3 separate regions of the Rattus norvegicus genome follow, and all the other regions are linked to region 1. A link is a contact called in public Hi-C data. All regions are on one chromosome and are shown on one strand. Each heading gives the region's core, a stretch centred on a gene start, on an enhancer-like site or on the middle of the called end of the contact. The rest is flanking DNA. Distances are from core to core; before and after follow the strand shown. Region 1 holds the start of Cipc (CLOCK-interacting pacemaker). Region 2 has its middle 36 kb from the start of Lrrc74a. Region 3 holds the start of Gstz1 (glutathione S-transferase zeta 1).

Region 1 (2,700 bases), core at 44-2,543:
GTGCAGTCTTTCTGTTAAGAGTTCAGATTTAGCCGCGTCCTGGTCACACAAACTTCAATTCCCTCGTTTATAAACGAAGGGAAACAGCACCTATATCATACAATTGTTGAGATCTCCTGAGAGAACTCATGTAAAACAGGTTCTTCACCATTTGACAATGGTTAGCCACTTTTCGTTTCCATCTTCCAAACAACAGCTTACAATGTATAGGCATTCACCTATTGCTTGTTGGGAGGGCTTACGCTAACAGGTACATTCATCCTCACTAGTATATTAGCACTGTGTTCGGATGAATAATGTAATAAGCTATGACCTCTAAGCTGCTTGGATTATCAATGCAGGGCCACTCGCCATCTAGCAAGGTGCAATTTAACTTTCTGAAGTGCTAAGAACGTGCGATAATCTTCGCGGTTCAATAAAGTAGTCATTAGCTGCACGTGGCCACCGAGTTCTTGTAAGGCCGCCAATACGGCTGGAAACGTATTATCTCCCATTTTATTTAACCTTAACAGCTCTTCATGGAGTACCGGGTTCGAGAGACAAGGGCAGCTCCTGAAACAGCTGTAAACTGTCAGCAACCTAAACTCACTCGTTTTTAGTTGCGAAACACTTCCCTTAGAGATTACGCTCAGTTTGTCATTCCCTTTCCCTTCAGCGTGTTGGAGAGGCAATTTTCCAGGGCCAGACATGGTTCATCGTCTATAAAACCTGACACTGCCGCTGCACTGGGCAAAGCGAGCCAAACGTCAAAATGCATGAAATCATCTCACTAAAATATTCATCGCTTCTAGTCCTCGTGCACGGTCTGGGGGATTGGTGGGAAATCAAACCAGGCGACAATCGTGGCAAAAAATGTGAGTGAGGCGCCGGGACACCCAGCCCGGCTGCCAGCCCGCGCGAGTCCTCCCACGCTGGGCGCCGCAGCCCGGCACGTCTAGTTCCGGTCCCCACCCACAACAGCGTCAAGGGGACACACCCCAAGAGCGGCTTCCCCTCAGTGTCCCCAAACGAATCCCAACTCCTGCCATGCGTCTACAAGCCACTACCCATGCCTTCAAAACCCAATCGTAAGATCTTGCCCTCAACACAATAACTCAAGGAACGGACAAAATGGCGGCGAAGCCTTAAGTGCCAACCATAGAGAGGCCACGGCTGTGGAGAGAGCGTCGCTCTCCTCGTTGCTCCGTGGGCCTTCGGGCTAGAGCCGGGAGGTGGGGCGGAGGAGTGCCCTTCTAGGAGTACAGCGCGCAGTCTCCATGGTGCTGGGGCCTCGGAACCGAATCACGTGACTGGCGAAAGCTGTCGTGGAGGCGGAGGGAGGAGAAATGGGCGGGAGGCCTTGGAGATAGCTAGAGACCCGGCGAATACCAGGTTGTCATGGAGTCATGGGGCCCATCTCGCGCATGCGCCAGCTAACCCGCCGGGCTGGTCATGGAGCGGCGACCCTGGCCCTAGGTGAGAAAGGCAGGGTTCGCTAGGCTCCGGGCACAGGGAGAGCTGCGATGGGGGTGAGACTGAGAGGTTGGGACTGGGAGCACCGAGAAAGCAGGTGGGAGCAGGTGGAAGAGGAAAGAGAGCGAAGTGGGCCCGTGGGGGAACCAGGGATTTTTGGGGACGGGGGCGCCAAAAATTGGGAGCAGAGGGACGCACCATTCCTGGCTTCCTTTTAGTTGGTTTGCGATGAGGGTCAGACCCGGCGTGGGAAAGGGAATCTGGGGTGAGGCACAGACGGTGTGTAGGGACAGGGTTTGCGTGAGGGGCAAGTGGTGTGAGTCCCATAGAGCATGTGTGCCTTGGCCTGGTCTTGGATACCATTGCTCTCGCTAGGGGCGAACCTGAAGGCCTGAGGGGTCTATGAATGGGCTAGTGGGTGGGCATGAGGGCTGCTTCCCGAGCGAGTGTCCAGGACCTTCGTCTAGGAGCTATGCCTCAGACACAGGTGCACTGTCTATTTCAGAGGCCTGCGGTCTCCTACTTTTCCTGGTTATTTCTCCTGGGTGGTCGACTCGCCAGGCATGGTGCCAAGGATAGGGACATGAGGAAGAAGGTGGCTTGTGCCAAGAAAGAAGTCAGTGGTTAGTGGGTAGGCAGGACAGTTTTGATCTGGACCCAGAGCCAGAGCCCATCTCTCTGGGTATTGCCCAAGTTCTGGGCATTTGCCCTGGATACTGGTGGTATGCCAGTCGCAGCATAGTCCTGGGGTCTGCCCAGTTCTGCCCTGCTGAGTTGGCAGGAGGGTGCGCATGCTGCCTGGCACAGATGTCCTGTGGGCTGGTGAGAATGAATAGGTGGGCACTGTTACTGCGAGCCCCCTTTCTGAAGCGATCTGAGAACGTTCTCTAATCACATGGCCCCCTTCGAAAGGTGAGGATGGAGAGAGCCCTGGGAAACTGTAGGGAACGAAGCAGGGTCTTTGACATGACTTTTTCAGCCAGTTTTGAGAATGGGAAGGAGTGTGAAGGAGTATATGAATAATGGACACGTAGGTAGGTGCGACTTCCCACCACTAAAATACACATTCTCCCAGAATGGCATTTCTGAAAATGCAGATCAAAAGAAAAAAACGACTTCAGAGGAAACCTAGTAATACATTTGTGGTTCTAAGTGGGGTTCCTCATGGGTTTATGGCTGATAAATTCACTTTTCTGTGGCCTTATCACTTTATTATATGTAAGCCTTTGCTTGGGTTTTCACCTCACA
Region 2 (2,700 bases), core at 159-2,658, 170 kb before region 1:
ACACTCTTTGAGTTTACATACTGAATCCAGGGTATCATTCTTGGATGAAGCATGGACCCTTACAGAATGAGAACTGTTAAATTAATTTCTCAATAAGAGTTCGGTATCGTGCCCACAATGATTTCCAGGGTCCCAAAAAAGAATGTGTCTTAACCATGACCCTTCCCTGTCCTCCTGAGGCTGCCTTGCACCTTTGCACCACCAGGGGGCAGGGTGAACACTCTTCAGACATCAAAAGTGGGAAATACACTGAATACACTGTTACATTGTTAAGGCCGGAATGGAGGTGGGAGAAGGATGGAGGGAGGGAGGGAGGGAGGGAGGGAGGGAGGGAGGGAGAGAGAGAGAGAGAGAGAGAGAGAGAGAGAGAGAGAGAGAGAGAGACTTACAGCAAAGGTTGATGAGTCCTGCTGATCCCCACCCACAGGAATCAGCTATCCTACTAGGGAACAAAAGCAGCAGGAAGCTGGATAGATACCTCTGCATGTTAGAGTCAATACATGTAAAGTCTGAAATTTTGCAATTCTCAGTTTGCTTTATCAGTAATCATCTCTGTGACCTTGGGCCGTGGGCTCCATGTTTCTGGCCTCCGTTTGCCTATCTATAAGTGAGGAGGATGAGAATAAACAGAGCCCCGTGAAGAGATTGTGAAATCGTGTATTCTGAAACCCTTACTTGTTTTCCAGCTTGTGAGTAGCTTAGGATTTATCAAGGCCCTTCATCCTTGCTGCCTGTGGAGAGCTAACTCCTCTCTCAACCTCATGACAGTGATGTCCCACTCCTGACAGAGAGGACTGGAAGGTCCCAAAGGGCACAGACAGGGTCACCTCAACACCCCCAAGCCCTGAGTCTCAAAAATGCTGCAGAGGACTTTCGACCTCAGGCTTGGGCTTAAGGCTGGTATGCAAACAGCCCATGGTCTTAATGCCAGCACTCAGGAGGCAGAGGCAGGTGGATATCTACAAGTTCAAGGCCAACCTGGTCTGCAAAGGAATTCCAGGACGGCCAGGGCTACACAGAGAAACCGTGTCTTGAGAAACAGGAGGTGGGAACTGCAGTACATGATGATGGAGCGGTGCTGGTTTATAGACCAACAAAGCAAGACATCAGGGGGAAACCCCTCCATGAGCCCCCAGGAAGGCACAGACCCCAAATTCTGCAGCTTCCGTCCTAACAAGCAAGCACCATAGCCCAGTCGTTCCTCAGATACAGGCCATAGCCTCTAAAATCAGTCCTGGTGGCAGCTCTAGTGTCCTCAGGAGACCAAGCCTGCCCTACCAAGTTGGGGCTTGGGATTTGTTTTTGTTTTAAACAAAAGAAAACAATGGCTGGCAAAGCTAGCCTGTGTCCTAAGACCCTGGCTCCTGACCAGGAGCCTTGAACCAAAAGGAGGGGAAGGCTCTCGGAAGCCCGAATCACATTCCGGCAGGAGAGGAAGGCCGGGCAGCTGTGGGAGCTGGCTTCCAGCCCAGCGTGCCCCATGGGGAGGAGAGCCCAGTGAAGCTCAGAGGGTCTTCTCTTCGTGTGTGTGTGTGTGTGTGTGTGTGTGTGTGTGTGTGTGTGTAGGTGTGGGTGTTTGACTCTCTCTCCCCCTACCCCACCCCCCCCCCCTTTCTCATCTCACACTATAGCCCAGACTGGCCTCAAATGCTCTGCAATCCTTCTGTGAGCCTCCTGGGGGTTAGGCTTATGGACATGAGCCACAATGCTTGTGACAGGGATTAGGGCGTGGGGGGTGGGGTGGCTTTGAGTTGCCAAGGCTTTGAGAGTGCTTGAAGATGTCAGGGTAACTGTCTGGCTGGCTGCTATGAGTTCAAGATGCCTGGGACACAACATTCCTGCTAATAAAAAATGTGTGCAAATACAATTTTTAGACAATAGAGACAAAGAAAAAGAAAATTGACATATGGGGGCCAGGCCAGGACAGAGAGAAAACCCCTCATTTCCTAACATTAAAATAAGTCTTTTCCCCAGTTCTTGGGCAAGAGTGTCAAAAGCCTTGGAATTTCCTGGGAAGAAATGCCTTTGTTATGCCAATGGTGATTCATGCTGCCCTCAGATGGCTTTGGGATAAGAGCTGATCACCAGAAAGACCAAAGAGCTGGGCTTTCCAGTCCAGCCTCAGACAACTCCTTCCTTCCCAGGGGTGGCCTGGAGGTGGAGTTTGATCCTCTAACCTCCTTCAGTCAATCCGGTCCAACTCATGAAAAGCTCGTGGAGGTGAACAAGTCATTGCAGAGGACGGTGGTGTCTGGACTCCACAGGGAGGGAGCAGAGTGTCAGTCCTTGGAGCTTTCTCTTCTAAACCCACCTTCACGTGGCTTCCTGGTGTGGTCTTTGTGTGCGTGAGTATGAGTGTGTGTGTGTTTCTGGGTATGTGCATGTTAACAGTGTGCATGTAGAGGTCAGAAGACCACCTCAGGTGCAAGTCCTCAGCTCCACCGTTTGGGGTAGACTCCTTCCTGTTTGCTGGTTGGCCGAGGACAAGCTTCCTATTCCTTCCACTTTACCATGGGAGGGGTACAATTACACACCCAGACTACCCTATCTGCCTTTTGCATGGGCTTCAGGTTTCCAGGCTTGGGTGACAAGCATATTTAACCCCCAAGCCTGTAGCCTTTATGAGGAAATTAACTTGTAACATATCCAGGGAGGGGAAACAAGACCCTCAAATCTTCGTATGGCCAGTATGGCCAGTCA
Region 3 (2,700 bases), core at 201-2,700, 200 kb after region 1:
CTTATGATAAAACAGATTTCCCAAACTTGTCATTCTTTGGCCCCTGTGCAACCCACCATGGGTGCACCTATCTTTTTGGGCATATCATGACTAGTGGGACTTGATAGAGGGTGGAGGAACCTAACTCTAAAGGTGCTGATGTTCATTCTTCCTCCTGTGATGATGCCTGTGAGTATAACCCAGTAGTTACAGCTCCCAGCAGTCATAAAATGCACCTAAGTTATTAATTAGCTTCATAGCTAATTTATTAACTTCCTAGAAGAGCGGTCCTATCACTGTGTTTGTTTGCTTTTGGGTCAGTAAGACCCACTTGTGACACGTTCTACACTAAGTTTCTGTTTGGTAGTAGAAGATAAAACATTCCTTCCACCTAAAGATCAAGTAACTTCTGTGGGCTTAGGAAATGGAATCTGACCAAGCCTCAAGCCAGCCTCTGTGTCATACAAAGGCCTAGAAAATAATTCTCACAGGATAACGCCAGACCTGTTGCGCAGAATCTGTCTCTCCATCCCTTGATACCCAAACTATCCTTACTCTACAGGAATTTTTTTTCTTTGAAAATCAGGCCTTGGGAAAATTATGTACTATGAATTTACTATTTTCTTAGCAAAGTGCAAAGAACCTCTGAGTGTCGCCATTTGAAAGCCAGGTATCTAGAAGACATGAGAACCACTCTTGCAAACCTCGAGTGTGGAACCCCAACCAGAGCATACCTATACTTCTCAGAGATTTGACACACCGGAAAGCGTTTCCCACATCCCCATACACCCCCAAATACTAGTGAGTTTCTCCACCATCACGGACCTGTCGCGCCTCCGATGAATCCCGCCCACTTCGTGCCCTCAGGCCAATCAGAGGGCGGCGTCACTCTCTCTCAGTTGCCATGGTGCCCGCAAAGTCCTTTCTGCCACTTACCAGATATGTGCCGGCTGGTCCAGCCTGTGAAAGCGGGTGGCAAAGGACAGCAGCGTCACCACAGCCAGCGTGGCCCACCAGCCTGCCGCCTGGAAGCGCCGCGAGCTCCAAGCAGGCCGTTTAAGTTTCCGCGTTGCAGCCTCGGGGACCACGTCTCGGCTCACGGCTCTGGCAGCCTGCTGCACACTGCGGCCCCTACGGGGACGCAGCTCCGAGCCCGCTAGGCCACCGCCTATGGCCGGCGGCATCCTCCCCTTTCTAAGGATCACCCTCCGGGCCGGAGGCACGCCGGGTCTTGTCCGCTGCCCCGTCAAGGAGTCGTAAGAGGGCGTCTCGAGGTGCCATGGGATTTGTAGTTCCCTCCGTTTGCCGCGGAGTGCCGGGCCCCGGGCTCTGGGAGGGGCGTAGAGTGTGGTGGCCTCCCGGGCGGCTAAGAGGCGGCCTGAGGCGTAAAACATAGCAGGAGGCGGAGGGACGCGAAGGACAGACAGACTCGGGGCCGCTCATGAACTACAACTCCCAGAGCTCAGGAGGCGGGGGCGGGGCCAGCCCGAAGGAGGGAACGCCATCTAGTCCAACCTTCGCTCTCTGGACCCCGCTAGGCCTCAGTCATCTTCTAGTCCTGAGAACTGACTTTCTTGGCTGGCCGACGGGCGAGATGCAAGCCGGGAAGGTCTGTGCCGCAGATCCGGGGTTGAGGGTCGCTCCTGAGAAACGCGGAGAACAGCTTGGGGGGCGGGGCTGAGAGCGCGCCTCTTCGCGTGGCTCCACAACGACTCCCGGCGTGCACTGCGGCGCGACCGGTCGTATTTCACCTGTGTGCTGGCTGCTGCATGTAATGGTGTCGGGTAGATGGGGCCGGGAAGGCTAAACTTTGAAGGCCAAACTGCACGGAGCGTCCAATAGCGCCCTTCCCAGCTTGGTGTAGTCAGACCTCTTCTAGGGTTCTCAAACATGGTTCCCTACTTTGCGGTTCCGCGGCGCCCTGCGAGTGTCTCTCGGGGAGCGGGGGGGGGGAGGGGGGGGCGAGCGTTGATCCAGGCAAGGGGAAGATGTGACACTTTAACGTCATTAACAATCACTGTGATATCTGTTCAGGTTTTTAATTTTGTCGCCTTGGCTCTAAGAAACAAAGTCTTGCTGTGCAGCCCAACCTGACTGAATCCATGACTCTCCTGCTCTTGCCTTCCAAGTGCTCGGATTCCAGGCCGAGGCATATTGAGCCTCCAGGGTTTAAATTGAACTTCTCTAGTCCAGCCATTTGTACTTAAGCCATTGGTGAAATAGAGCTGTAAATATGTCTTATAAGGGACTTATAACTGAGTCTCTTACGAGGGCCATTATGTAGGAAGGTGGCACATTAAATACAAAGGACATTGCATCAGGTTAATATTTTATAGATTTTCCACATAGAGTTGTGATTTTTCGGAAATTTTAATCATGTAAGAAATGGTCTGAAGTAGCTCCTAGCATGGGCTGTTTCCCACATCAACAAAACCGCAAATTTAAAGTTGCCAGAATGTTTGAGTTGGAAACATGATCCTTCCAGGTGTGCTGATTAAACAGACATTCTACTTGATATCAAAATATAACTGTTCGAGTGCAAAAACCACCGGGTGAGCTTAGCTGTGATTTCTTTTCCCATGCATCTAAAAGCACATAGGAGACAAGCCTCCAGACACACTGCAGAGAGAGTTTCTAGGTTAGGATTGTCTTTATCAGGTTAACTGATGTGGGAGAGTGACACCATCCCCTGGATTGGGTCTGGCTGTGCCCCCATAAAAA

Evidence for each region. A called contact is a pair of places that touch in the nucleus more often than the background predicts.
Region 2: a contact with region 1 is called in a Hi-C map of liver, with 9 times the contacts expected there. The contact joins the enhancer-like site here to the promoter of Cipc in region 1. A contact is called at or near these places in 6 of 12 Hi-C or Micro-C datasets (the A7r5 cell line, Schwann cells, frontal cortex and 3 more) and 1 of 1 datasets of contacts at active chromatin or transcription factors (oligodendrocytes).
Region 3: a contact with region 1 is called in a Hi-C map of liver, with 7 times the contacts expected there. The contact joins the promoter of Gstz1 here to the promoter of Cipc in region 1. A contact is called at or near these places in 1 of 12 Hi-C or Micro-C datasets (liver) and 1 of 1 datasets of contacts at active chromatin or transcription factors (oligodendrocytes).

Annotation. Positions count from the first base shown.
Region 1 is chr6:112,324,687-112,327,386 of GRCr8, forward strand. Cipc (CLOCK-interacting pacemaker) reads left to right here and starts at 1,294. Exons shown (of 4, transcript NM_001108044.2): 1 at 1,294-1,455.
Region 2 is chr6:112,151,628-112,154,327 of GRCr8, forward strand. No RefSeq gene overlaps it. Among named protein-coding and RNA genes, the nearest start is that of Lrrc74a, 36 kb to the left of the region's middle. Within about 2 kb of position 1,409, at least 44 of the 93 cell types and tissues checked have an H3K27ac peak or open chromatin away from gene starts, as enhancers often do. A contact at or near this core is called in the A7r5 cell line, Schwann cells and liver, where this site is marked.
Region 3 is chr6:112,524,156-112,526,855 of GRCr8, forward strand. It overlaps Gstz1 (glutathione S-transferase zeta 1), which reads left to right and starts at 1,451. Exons shown (of 9, transcript NM_001109445.1): 1 at 1,451-1,588. The coding sequence starts at 1,574. Pomt2 (protein-O-mannosyltransferase 2) reads right to left here and starts at 1,644. Exons shown (of 21, transcript NM_001047114.2): 1 at 916-1,644. The coding sequence starts at 1,373.